2 separate regions of the Mus musculus genome follow, and region 2 is linked to region 1. The links are chromatin contacts, called in public HiChIP or PLAC-seq maps. All regions are on one chromosome and are shown on one strand. Each heading gives the region's core, a stretch centred on a gene start, on an enhancer-like site or on the middle of the called end of the contact. The rest is flanking DNA. Distances are from core to core; before and after follow the strand shown.

Evidence for each region. HiChIP or PLAC-seq counts read pairs in DNA pulled down with a chosen protein or histone mark.
Region 2: an H3K4me3 HiChIP or PLAC-seq map of embryonic forebrain shows a contact between it and region 1, with 11 times the contacts expected there. The contact joins the promoter of Fbxl13 here to the enhancer-like site in region 1. A contact is called at or near these places in 3 of 39 promoter capture datasets (cranial neural crest, hippocampal neurons and second pharyngeal arch cranial neural crest) and 4 of 115 datasets of contacts at active chromatin or transcription factors (astrocytes, cardiomyocytes, embryonic forebrain and 1 more).

What each region holds. Positions count from the first base shown.
Region 1 is chr5:23,415,250-23,422,069 of GRCm38.p6, reverse strand. The region is part of intron 1 of 5031425E22Rik (RIKEN cDNA 5031425E22 gene); the gene reads left to right. Among named protein-coding and RNA genes, the nearest start is that of 5031425E22Rik, 15 kb to the left of the region's middle. Within about 2 kb of position 3,494, at least 443 of the 459 cell types and tissues checked have an H3K27ac peak or open chromatin away from gene starts, as enhancers often do. A contact at or near this core is called in astrocytes, cardiomyocytes, embryonic forebrain and 2 more, where this site is marked.
Region 2 is chr5:21,641,540-21,648,359 of GRCm38.p6, reverse strand. Fbxl13 (F-box and leucine-rich repeat protein 13) reads left to right here and starts at 2,755. Exons shown (of 21, transcript NM_001199632.1): 1 at 2,755-2,898. The coding sequence starts at 2,824. Armc10 (armadillo repeat containing 10) reads right to left here and starts at 2,354. Exons shown (of 6, transcript NM_026034.5): 1 at 2,125-2,354. The coding sequence starts at 2,257.

The sequences.
Region 1 (6,820 bases), core at 2,245-4,744:
TACGAGTTGAATAGTTTTTGTGGATTTTTTTTAAAAAGTATGGGTGGGATGATAAATATATCTAAGACTGGTCTCTTACACATAATATTTTCCATGTAGGAAATAAGGAAAAAGAGTGAATATTTTTAAATGAATGATTAAATTATTTGGACTTAAGATTTCTACAACTAAAAAATGTCCCCTGCTAACTCTGTTATAAAGGGATCTGTTAGTATATATAAGAAAACAGGGAGAATACAAATGTTCAGAATTGGTTAATGGATGGGTGATATGGATAGGTATACACATATATCAATGGTTTTATATATATGATGTCCCAGACACTAGATGGAATTACATACCATCATAAAGGTTATTGCTTAGTGATTATACCATTGCCTATCCTGTGTGATACCCTGGGTTCAGGTCCTAGCATCACACAAAAGTAGGTTTTATCAGGTGAGGTAACCTGAGGTAACCAAGTACATGAGAGACTGCAGGCAGGAGGATCAGGAGTTCGAGGCCAACTTGGACTACGTAAGACTGTCTCTGAAAACAAACCCAAGCAACCCAGTAAGTCTAAACTATATTATCAATATGGGCCCATATCTTGCTGACATAAAGGAAGAAAGGTAAAGAAAAGATATGCCATCATAGTGACTAAAGAATACATACATGTTACTTTAGTATGTGTGTCTATAGTATAACCTCATACCTAGACAGTTGATGATACAACATTCCCTAGGGTATTGCCAATATCTTTTTTTTAAGAAAAAATGCAAGTTAAAATAAGACTACAAAGTTAGAGTTTAATGCACTACCATCACTAATCACCATGAATATTTCATTACTTGACAGGTTACTAATAAAGTTAGGCACAGTAAAGATTTCCTATAACATTATGGACCCTGTGACATAAGCGTTTTATAAAGTATCAAAAGCTATGTTAGACTTAAAAATTAATCATAAATGCATATCCCACAAGCATCGTCCTTTGACAATGATGGAAGTTTTAAAAACAAAGATTATTATGTCAGCCAGATGGGCTGTATTAATCCCAGCACTCCGGAGGCAGAGACGGGTGGATCCAAATTGAAGGCCCAAGTGGTCTATATAGTGAATTCCAGGTCAGTCAGGACTAACAGTAAGAAAAGTTAGGGGTGGAGCTGGCAAAGGTTTTCTGCCTGATTATAGAAAGAGCAGTGTGTTGGGTTGTTTTGTTTTTACTGATTGTTTCATAAAAGGGGCTGATGCTTTGTTTAAGTTGTAAAAATAGGAGTGGAGAATAGCTTAGTAGTTAAAAGTGCTTGCTTTTTCAAAGGCCTGGGAAATAAGTACACCCCCCTACACAGTCTGTGTTGCCTCTGTACAGTTGTCTCCAAAGATGGCTGCGTGAGAGAGGAGGGAGGAAAGGGTGATTAAAGAGCCTGTCTTAGGGAGAACATTTTAGCAATGGAAGGCAGTGTACAAATTTAGCAAGTGTAATTTTATAAGTACTCAGAAGCAGCAAATATGATCTGTTCCACCATGTGGTTTCAGGCCTAGTAGATGTCACAGAGTGACACTGCCATATATGAAAGTATTGCTGTTATGTTTGGAGATTATACTACTAGATGTAGCCAGCTAGTTTTACTGACATGACAGTACATAGTCACACACTTTTATTCCAGTCCTTTATCCTGAAATGCCTGCCTTTTTCCTCACCCCCCCCACCCCGATTTTAGCAAATTACCTCAACCTAAGCATCAAGTCAGTATTATCCAAAGTAAAATTTGAATTTTAAGCTGCATCTCTAAGCACTTGCAATACAGATTTCCCTATGAAAAGACCCCAATTACAATAGCCCAGTGCATGATACAAACTGATAAAGAGGAGCAGCTTTGAACAGTCACTGGCTTTAGAGAGCTGTGTATTGACAGTGCTGGGATGAGCAGCTACACACAGCCACATCACAGCTGAGATTTAATAGTCCCCTTCCTGAGAACGGAAAAACTGCACACTTTAAACTCACTGTACGGAGACTTGTACACTTCTGAAGATTCTATCGAGAGGGGATTCGCTGCAACAAATGATTTAACAGATTTAGAGAAAGTGCCTATCTAGTCAGCTCAATATTAGCAGATGTGCTCCATAAGTGGTCAGTTACTGGGGCTTTTAGATTATATAGGGCTTTGGTCATAGCTTGATGGTAGAGCACTTGTTTAGTATGCTTCAGGTCATGGGTTTGTCTTGTTTAGAGGACAAGTTCTCAGTGGCTGGCCTGGAACTTGCTTTATAGACTAGACTGGCCTCAAACATAGGAGATCACCTGCCTTGAGTTGAAATGTAGTCTTCGTCAGTTCCAGCACGTTTGATTCTTAGTACTGAGGGAAGGGGAGGGGTTAGGGGCTGAGTGAGGCGTAGCTCTGGGAAAGCACTGGGCTCAATCCCCAGCAAAAGTTAGGGTAGAAGTCTGTGAACCCAGCCACAATTGAAAAATAGTCCTAATAGAAAATCTAGGCATAGTGGGAAATCACTGCAGCCCCGGCTCTCAGGAAGTATGAGGAGTTGGAGACTTAGCTTTTACATAGGTTGAGAAGGTTTTTTATAAGATTGACTCCATGGTCCACATGACCTTAATGTGGGTTGCTTTTCGAGGACGAGGGTGGGCAAGAGTTTAAACGAGGTCTCAGGTGACTCAGACTGACTGACCACCAACTCAACACTGCCTCTAGAGTTACAGGCTTGGCACAATACACTGCAGGAATTCGGAACCAGAAATCCATCCTAATTAATGCTTCTGAAAGGCGGATCCCTTCTCGGAATGCTGTTAATGTGCGTAGAGTAGCATAGTGCACAGATCCTGTTAAATTCTCCATGGACACTCCTGCTTAGAAATCCTGTGCAAGGTGTTCAGATTCTAAGAGAAGGCTGACAAATAATGAAGCTTAGACATAATGGTGCCCTAATGGGACTAAATAATTTTATTTTTTAAAGGCGAGGCGTGGTTCGTGTAATTCAGGCTGGCCTCGAAATCACTTGGTAGTCAAAAGATCAACGCCTTTTTTTTTTTCCTGTTTCTAGCTCAGGTTACAGGCATACATCACCATGCCTGTAACGCGCAGCTAGCTATTCTAGCGTTTAATGTTCTTGTAGCTTTCAACTGGAGTGATCCTTTCCCTAACTGACATTAGAAATTAGTCCAGTAAAAGTGGCCTGAGTGAAAAGCTGTAGGAAAGGATTTTTCTTTAGTGAGAAGTACTGAGGATCCATTCTCTTAAGCCCGGTTTGATTGACGAGTGGTTCAGTAGCTTAGTTTTGACCTTTTGTAGTAATCGGGCTTTTACCGTATAATACCTATAGCCGGCGTGTCCTAACCATGGATAAAACCAAGCTACCCCGTTGTGGCTGCCAAATTTTACACCAGAGGAAAAACACCTCTTGGCGAAGCATAGCGTGGGCTTGTGCTCTAGACCTCAAGCCTTGAGTCCCACAGTGACAGAGCGAGTGCTTGTACCACAGAGCAGGGCGTTTCCCCGGCGCTGTCTGCGTCACGGCGGCTGCCCTTCCGCTCGGGAGAGCAGCTGCGGGAGCTGCGCCTGCAGGCTGGCCGGGTGCGCGGCGCTCGAGCCGGGCGGCGTTTTCCTGGGACCTTCACGGAGCAGAGCGACGAGGCTACATACAGCGGCCGAGCTTATCCCTTCTTTAATCCTCGCTGTAAAGCACCGTAGTGCAGCTTCCTGCTTAACTCGGTCGTCTGAGCTTCCAGCTCACATTTTGAGCCCAGTGCAGCCGCCATCTTCCGGAAATGCTGATGGTGGTTAGTCTGCGCCCAGTGGAAATAACAATTTTTTTGCTTTTGTTTTTGAAGCGGTCTTGCATTTGGCCCGATCTTTTTGAGGACTTGGGTTACAGAATTACATCATGCCTGGTTAGTTTCATGATGCTCAGTTTGGGGAAGTAGAGCAGTGTCCTTGTTGAAATATAATCTCTTTAGTCCAGCCTTTTCTCACTTAAATTAGATTGATGGATTAAATGAGATAATGTATACCAGATATGCAGTAGTAACTAACAGAGAAAGAAGGGAATGGTGGGTGGGGGAGTTGCGGGGGCGGGGGGATGATTAACTTTGCTGGGTATCACCACCTAAAACATGAAGGTATGGAGAAGCATGCTGTAGCACATGAGTGTGTATTTTGACAGCTCTTCAGTATAACTGATCCCTCCAAAGCAGACTTTACTGGCTTCTGGTTTCTAAGGGATGCTTCTTTTTTGTGTGGCTTCCTTTTTTGCAGGTCCATACTGAATAAATATGCTGTAGGGTGATGGACAAGGCCAAGTTGGGTAGTCCTACCATGATTTTAGTTTACAGGGAAAAATCAGGCTGAGTTTAAGTACATTGTAGGTTTCTAGGTGTTAGAAGTTTTCACACATGTGCCCGTTTATTTTTAGGGCGCGGCTTCACTGTTTGGCTAGGTGGTTTAGAACTGGGTATAGATTAGGGGACAAAAGCAGGAGTGAAGTCGCTTGGGGTTTGTTGTTGTTTTGCTGTTTTAGGTGCACTAACGATGTAATAATGTGTTTGGGATAACTTAGGAGGCAGCGATGAAGATTTAAACAGTAAAAGATTATTACACAAAAAATAACCCCAAACTTGTGCTTTACCGCGGACCCACCAGGTTGGAATATACAGGGAACAGTTGGACCATCCCTGTTTCAGGCTGGGGGTTTGATTTCTTTACACTTGCTGTCTACAAATCTCTGCAGGACACCAAACCCACGACTGAATGACACAGCCAGCATCCACAATTCACACAGAGAGGTAAAAATGTCAGATCCCCACACCAGTTGAACCAGAAGTTCTTTGTACATTAGAACATTTAATGGGAAACTGCATATGAACTGTAAAGTGTAAATACAGTCTGATTGGGATTAGAAGAGCCCTCTTGTTTAAAGCCTTGTTGATGGGGAGGAAGCCACACAGTAGAGTATACTTGCAAATAATAGAAAGGTCAATCTAGTACAGACTTAAGATGTACTATTTATGTAAGCTATGTTAACAGTAAAAATACAAACCAAAATGAAACAGGCGAGGAGAGTTGTGGCTCAGTACTACTCGCCTGGCAACGCTGCACGGACAATCATTTAAAAATGCTGATGTGGAAAGATGGCTATCGTAGGCCTTGAAGTGATATTTACAAGATAATCCTAATTTTGCTTTAAAAAAAAAAAACCTCAGTATGTATTTGTGTGCACTTACTAAGGTGTTAGTGCCCTGCAGCTGTCAGGGTGCTGGATCACCTTGCCTGTCTATTTGTGACCTTAAATGTTCAGTGAAAATGTGTGACAGTGGAGAATAATAAAATATATTTTGTAAATCTGGTTGCTTGCATAAAATGAGTATTCTGTTGAGGAAAGAAAAGGTGGCACGTCAATAAATCAAAAAATAAAAATATTCAGAAATCAGGCATTCTGGGTAGAAGATATTTTCTCTAGATTTCAATTAAATATGAATGTTTGTTTCTGTTTTTAAAAATATGTACGAATTTTACTTGTCTAAAATAAAATTTAAAAGAAATGGTGTCTCTATTTAGTTCCTAGGATTTGACCTTAGGGCTCAGTAGTAAAGTATGTGCGTTCCCCAGCACCACCCCCTGAATACCGAGACCCGTGGTGTGAGCTGAAACTGCGCACATTCATTCCCCCAAGCCACACCCTGAATACTGAGACCGAGGTGTGAGCTGAAACTGTGTGCATTCATTCCCAGTGCCACACCCTGAATACAGAGACTGTGGTGTGAACTTAACTGGATAATCTAGTTGTTCCCACCTAAGTTACTTGCACTTTCTCTGTCACTATGCAGCAAAGAAAACGCCTAAGTGAAAGGCACCTTGTACAGCAGTCAGTATCAAGTAGAAACAGATTATTAATTGCTCGACATACAGCTTCAAGCTTTGGGGGGCTTGAGGTCTTTTGTTGTTCTTCTCTTCCTTAGTTGGAGGGACAAGGGTACACAACACCTTATCATAAAATGCATCATGCTTCTTCTGAGGAGAGCCTTTTTGGCTTGAAGCCATAGCTGATTATATATCTTGTACCAGTGTGAGACTTGACATTTGCAAAGCCCTGGTCGCAGTTTGTGTATTTAGCGCCCTCTAGTGGGTTACTTTATAAAAGCATAGTTTATCTTTAGCTAAAAGAGATTAAATTGTTTACCACCGCAGTGTAATTCGTTTTGCTTTCCATTGCATCCAAAGAGACCCTTTCCTGCTACAATAGTTTGCACTTGGCCAAGAGATGACCTAGGCTGTGGCCTTTGCGCTGTAGCTCCTCAGTATTTCTAGGTTTCAGGTTCCTAGTGTAAAGTGATGATAGATAGAAGTGCCAGCTTGGGATCATCTAAAGCTAAAGGAGCTGTAATGTGGGCACCTGACACAGTAGGAGCCTAGTAATGTAGGAGGAGCCTAGTAATGTAGGAGGAGCCTAGTTCTATATATTGCAAATCTAAGGTCTTGAGTGTAATAAGATACTTGAGGCCTGATATAGCCAATATTAATAAAGGTAAAGAAGCAGGTGTTCTAATTCTGCTAGTTGAGAGAATGAGAGCAATGTTCAATGGGAAAGAATAATTCCTAGATATAACTCTAATTTCTCTAGGACCATCGTTATTAAGTTGGAAAGGGGCAGAGGACAAGTTTGGAATCTGCTCTCCAACCTACTGTGAATTCTGGGGATCAAACTCGGGTCACCAGGCTTGCAGACAGAGTGCCTTTAGCTGCAGAGCCATGCCACAAGCTGCTGCTTAATGAGATAGTCATACCATTTCTGCAGCCTGGGAGCATGTTGGTTTTCTTTGCATCTG
Region 2 (6,820 bases), core at 1,506-4,005, 1.8 Mb after region 1:
ATGGAGGCTGGCCCGTGGGAGGGGAGGCGCTACTGAGGACCAGGGAGGTGCAGTGTGTGGGAACGCCTGCTTACACTTTTCTTTTGGCCAGAGTCTGAAAGAATAAAGAAAAGAAATATTAAGTCAAATGTCAGAGGCTCTGTAGATGGCTGCCTGGCATTGTTCATTGTTTTAAGCACTTTAGATGTCCCCCTCCCAGTGGGGACACACACACACACACACACACACACACACACACGAGTACACTGCCTTCAGACACACCACAAGAGGGCAACGGATCCCATTACAGATGGTTATGAGCCACCATGTGGTGGCTGGGATTTGAACTCAGGACCTCTGGAAGAGCAGTCAGTGCTCTTAACCTCTGAGTCATCTCTCCAGCCCCATTCCTTCTATTCTTACTGTTACAAGTTGTCAGAAATACTATTTTAATAACTTTTATACAATAGCATGTAGTTTTAAAAAATATATTAATACAATAAACAACATATAATTCTATCAATTCTCCATATGTGTCCATCTGGGCTCTGTATCTTATTTCCCTGATAGATTTTCATTAGTAATGATTGAATGAGTTTATATTATATAAGTCAGGGTCTTACATCAAGTTGAGTTATTTGATACTGTTTCCATCTTTTTCAATGGCCTCAGAGAGTCTTTGTTTGGGGAATACACTTGTTTTTGGAGGCAGGTTAGCCTAGACTGGCACTATTTCGTGATCATCCTACCTCAGTGGACTCGGGCTGGGATTAGAGCTAGGCAACACCTTCCTCTCCTGGACCAACAAACTTCACAGGAGGAATTACACACTTCTCAACAGTTTAAGGAGAAGAAGAAATAGATTTCTCTCAAATGCAAGGGTAGAACGTTGGGAAGGGGCTGTGGGCAATCGATTTTTAAAGCTGTCTGACCCTGGTTTTCTTTTCAGTACCAAAGTGTAGTGGTGGATGCTGTCAGACCCAGCAACCCCGGAGATGGAGACAGGAGAATCAGAAGTTCAAATTTTCTGCTATGCAGTGAGTTCCAGGCCAGGGACACATCAGATCTTCTGCCTTAAAAAAGCAAAACAAAAGACCACCACCACCACCAACAACAACAACAACAAAAACCCACCAAAGTATTCTTGTATAGAAATATTTGACAGAGAGAAAAAACAAACAAAACCACAAAAAACCCACACACAAACAAGCACCCTACAAATCAGGCTTTGTAAGGGCAAATGCTCATTTTCAAAAACTGCTTTCCTCTGTGACCAAAGGGGAAGGTTCTGTGCACTCCCCTTTCTTACAGCATTTCCTGGAGGAAATGGAAGGCTGGAATATAAATCCATGGTTGTTCCTGGTCCCTTCTAGTAAGTGCAAATTTTGAAAAGTAAATGCTAGTTGTACAACCCAAAGATGTGTTTTCTACCTGCCTTTAAAGGTGCCTTATTTTTGTTCTAGGGAAGGGCAATTAGCTCCCACCAACCTCAGTTTAAAAACAAATATATTTCTCTACCTTTGAGGCAAGCAGGTATTGGTTGGCAGGTTTTATTTCAAATAGTTTTTCCAACAGTTTTCACGACTTAAGCCATCCTTTTAGAAGGGTGTGTCTCCTGTTGGTTGTGGTTCTTATTCCCAACACACACACCCCGGTTGCAGGGACGCTACGGATGACTTAAAGGTACTTCCCAGGACAGGTGCCACAAAGTGCTGGCAGAATTGCATCTCAGGGATCCATTCTTCACATAGCACGAGCAAAGTTTCAACCCAGGCTTGAGGCCCCTGAGAACCTTCTCACAGTAAGGGGCATCTCTTTGATAACAACACAAAAGCTCAGGTAAAACTTTAAAATGAGAGGCAATCTACTTGGCTCGGAGAAACCTCAGCTCTTGGCTGTGAAGCCGAAGGGAAGTAACAGGACACTTCGGGCAATGTTTTCAGCTCTTATTTTAAACAAAGAAGTGGGAGCAGGGAAGCGGCTCAGGACCCACCCAAGGCAACCTGGGCTTCCAGAGTCGTCTGTCTACCTCCAGCCTTTCTCCCCATGCAGTCGCGGGTGTCTAGGGCACCTCCAACCCAGCCTGGCCTGAGGTGGGTCCGGAGCCCCGAACCAGTCCACCTGCCGGGCAGCCCATCGCCTCACCTGCGGATCGCGAAGGGCGCAGTCGGCGACCGCCTCGCCGCGGTCCCCGAGTCAGCCGGTAGATACAGTAGCAGGCGCCGGCGCCCAGGACCAGCCCTGCTGCCACCCAGCCCACGTCCCGCGCGCCACCCATGCTGCTGCCTCGGAGCTGCAGGGAGCCGAGGAGCCAGGGCCACACGCAGGTGCAGCTGGGCCAGAACCAGCCCAGAGAAAGGAAATGGGGTTGGAGCTCCGCCTTCCGGAAGCCGCCCTGCTAAAATCGGAAGCCCTCCCACCCTGTGTGCTGCGGTTCCTTTCACCAGGCAGGCGGGATGCCCCTAGTGCAAGCAGCTTTTTCCTGGACCAAGACCGGGACTGCGGCGCGTTGAACACAGACCCTAGCTCCGCCCCAACACTCACTCTCCCGTCCAGCCCTCTCATTTTACCCGGCCCCGGCCTGTACTGTCCTGCCCCGCCCCTCCCCGCTCTGCCCCGCCTCTCTGCACTCGCCCCGCCCCTCTCTGCCCCGCCCCTCTGCAATCGCCCCGCCCCGCCCCAGTTGCCCCGCCCCCTCCCTGCTAGGTTCTTTCTTCATCTCGCGAAAGGCTTGGACTATTTGGCACCTCCTTTGTGGTTGCTAGGCAACGCTCCGGCGCGTCTCTCCTCCTCAACGTGAACAGCAGTAACCTATGAAACGCATTCTGAGTCCTGCTTCTGACCATGGCTTCACTACGCAGTGCCACCCCCAGGCTAAGGAGCTACTTCAGGGACAAGTACATTCCTCAAATCTGTGAGGTACTGCAGCCACATAGCCTCTCACACAGTGGGCGCGGGGAAAAACTGGGAGAGGCAAGGAGATTCCCGGAACTGGAGCTAAGAAGGAGCAGGATGGGGAAGCTTGAAGTCAATTTAGGGTAACTAGAGAGAGAAGGGTAGGTTAGAGAAGACCGAAGGGTGCCGGTGGCTAAAACCAAGCCCAGGTGGGGATGACAAAGGAAGGGGACGGGGGAAAGTGACAATCTGCAGGGGGCGCAAAGAGCACAGGGCCTGGGTTGGAATCTCCAAGTGTCAACTACTAAATTCTATTATGGAAGAGCGTCTTGAGCAAGAAGTGAGTGGTGAGCCACTTGAAGACAAAAGACTTGAGGGGTTCTGGGTGTAGGCTTCGCCCCGCCTCGTTGTTAGCAGGAGGGAAGAAGAGTCACCTGCCTCTACACACAGCTTCACAACACACCTTTTTAGAGATCGCCACCAAGCAAAACCTGAGGTCTTGGTTTCAACAAAGAAATGAATTTCGGGGCCAACTTGTATGAAGCAAAGCTGGCTTCATTAAACGCAGGAACAAAGGTGCTCCAGTAGAGAGAGTAGAACACACCTGGTCAGACAATTGCGGGCTTCTGAAGGGAGAGTCGACCTTAAGTGTTGTCTTCACAATGCTGACATCAGTATTTTTTCTTGTGACTTTCAAGGTTACATTTCTAAATGTTGCCAAGAAACTACTACCCCTTTTCTTTTTCTTTCTTAATTTCTTTATTCACTTACTTCCCGATTGCAGCCCACCCCTCTCCTCCCCTCCCAGTCCCTTACAAGCCCCTCCCCCACTACCCCCTTCCCCCTATCAGAGGAGAAGGGAAAACCCTCCTTGGGTACCACCCCAGAGTCCCAGAAGGATAAACATTCCCCTTTTATTAACATCACCCAAAGAGTATAGTCTGTAACAAAGTTAGATTAAAAACCGAAGTTTCTTTTTCTCTCAGTAACTAACATATAGTGCATTTATGAACAGCTTCATTTAGTTCTGGGAGTGGGGAGGCCAGGAATTCAAGATAATGTGTCATTTTGACCTTATGTAAGCAGAGCCTAATTACTGGCCTCGACATCCTTGGTTGAAGTGTCTGGAGATACAGCACCCAGCCTCAAGTGAGCACAGTTGAAGTCCATTAGGTTCTTACCCGCAGACTTAAAGTCCTTTCTGAGCAGTGAAAGTAGATCAGTTCTGAAGGAGCAGGGTTTCCTCCTCTACCTCCGCCTCCAGTCCCCTCCAGTCCCCTCCAGTCCCCTCATTCTGCCCTGCCTCGGGAGGACAGTATGGTATTGAAAACCAGGTTTTGTACTCCTGGGGGCAGGGAGCTGAGAAATCACTGGTGACTCCCATTTATCTGTATGTTATGTTACGCGGTGTATGTTATGTGGTGATACAGCGGGAGTTCTGAAATGGGGCGAATGAGGGAGTTCTAAGGGAGAGAGAAGAGTGCCATTCAACCTCCAGGGCAATTGGGCACAACACTTCCTTTTAGGATGGCTTTTCCCCGTGATTTTATCCAGATGATCCCTTCAGTCACCTCTGCTCACACATTAACAGCAGGGGCAAGACAGGTTTTGGGCACACTCATTCACTTTCCCTCAGACCATTAAGGTGACTTCTATTCTGCCAGGTCTCTCTGTACTTTGTACTTGTTGCAGTTATCTATGCATGTTTGACCTCTTCTGAACATTGCCTGTGTGTTCTAAGTAAACCTAGTTGTCCATCCACAACACTGTTTCCCTACAAACCTGTGTACACTCTGATAAAGGAAAAACCCAAACCAAAGCCTACCCATGCCAGTGGTTTGTAATGGTTTGTAAACTCTTACTTGCCAGGGAGACTGAGGCTGAAGCTTGCTTGAGCCCAGGCATAGGGATGGTAAGACTCAAAAATAAAAAACACAACCAAAAAATAAGCAAAATAAAACCTCAACACCAAACCAAACCAAACCAAAACCACAACACTTGCCTGATCTACTAAGCTTATTGAATCTGCTGATTGATATTTAATTTTCATTGGTTTTGGAACCAATTACTTAAATCTATTGTTATTTTTACCCAATTCTTTTCTATTATAGGAATCCAATCATGAATATAATAAAATTCTACCCTTGTCCTCTGTTTTAGCTTTTGTCCAGCTACCTCTTTTTTGTCTTCTGGATGATATTTTGGATATTTTTCATTGACTTATTTAGTGGATTGCTAACTTTACTAATTCTGCTTTTTGTTACATCTCATCCCATCTGTTGAATACAATAAGTGAAATCTTAATTGTAGATAATGTATTTTTCAGTCTTGGAATGCCCATTGATTCCTTTTAATGCATTCCACTTATTAAAATTATAAAGATACTTTTTCATCTATTTTGCTATAATCTCCTGTTTTCAAACATGTTAATGATTGTTTTGTAAAAATCACTCTCTGGAAAGCTGGTCACACATGTCTATAATCCCAGTTCTTGGGGAGCTAGGACAAGAGGCTTGCTTTGAGGCCAGGCTGGGCCACATGTTGAGTTCAAGACACTTGGTAAGCCTGAATAAAACAAAAACAAGAAGAAACACAGGTTCCTTCAACATCTGGATAATTTTTGGGTCTGTTGTCTGTTGTTTCTTTTCTTCCAGTAATTACCTCTACACACTGAGTGATTTTTTTTTGTTGGCTATCAAGTAAAAGAGAACAGTAGACATTCTCCACAATGCATTCTTCAGCAGAGAAAGTCCTCCCTTTCCTCACTCTAGAGGGAAGAGCTGAGCTCGATCCAGGCGGATGAAGCTGGCTGCTGCTCTGCTGTGCTGCAGGAGTCCTCCCCTTTTCCTGTGAATCTCTCTTAGAGTTGTGCCAGCTGGCTCCCAGCTTCCTTCATGAACACCCTAGACCCAAACATATTTGTTACTGAGCAAGTGATCACAAAAGCTGGCTGGTTTTCTTTCTACTAGTGGCAGACTATCCTCTGCCTGGACCCAGTCTTCATTTTAGACCCAGAGCTGGGAATGAGAGCTGAGCTTTGTCAGTTCGCTGAGGAAGAGTCTTCCTCCCATGGAATTTTGACCACTCTCCAGTGTCTTACTCTATGTAGGATGCGTCCACCCACGTAGAGGCCGGTGATCAAGACTGGCTCCTTAGTAAGTCACTCTCCTGAAAGTTGTTCTCTGACTTCCACACATGCACACACAGTAAATAAATGAGTTTGTCAATCTACAAATAAATAAATGTTAAAAGCATAAAAATAAAAAAGTAATATTATTCTGTCAGGAAATACTCTTTCTCTGTCTCTTTCTCAGATCATGTGATTGCACTTACATCGAGCTAGCCTTCCCCATCACTAGAATCTAATAAGATGTTCTTGCCGTCTAAGAATATTGCCTACATAAAAGATATGAACATAAAAAGTTGTAGCATCTTTTCAAAAGATCTTGGAACTAAGTATTTTAAAATATTTTTGGAGGTATGTGTTTCATGTGTATGAGGGTCTCTTTGTTCTTTGATGCCAGACTGGTTAGTCCTTGAGTTTCAGGGAGCCTCCTGTCTCTAATCCCCCAACCCAGGGCTGCTGGGATTATAGGTGTGTGCTCTTGAACCTGGCATTATGTGGGTCCTGGGGATTCAAACTCAGGTCTTCAAGTTTGTGAGGTAAGTGCTTTACCCAGTGAGCTATCTCCTCAATTCAGAGTTAGATATTTTTACATGTTTGTTTTATATTTTAAATATATGAAGTAAATGGTTGGATACTTAGAAAACTGGGCAAGAAATGTTTACTCTATGTAAATCATTTTATGGTTCAAGAACTATGTGTTTTAGAAACTCCAGACTAAAGAAATATGTAATGGCAACACCAAAAGGCTGTACCCACAAGGAATTATGGGAAACATAAGTACTGATGCTTACTTCTGATTCAGTATAGTCATCTCTCAGA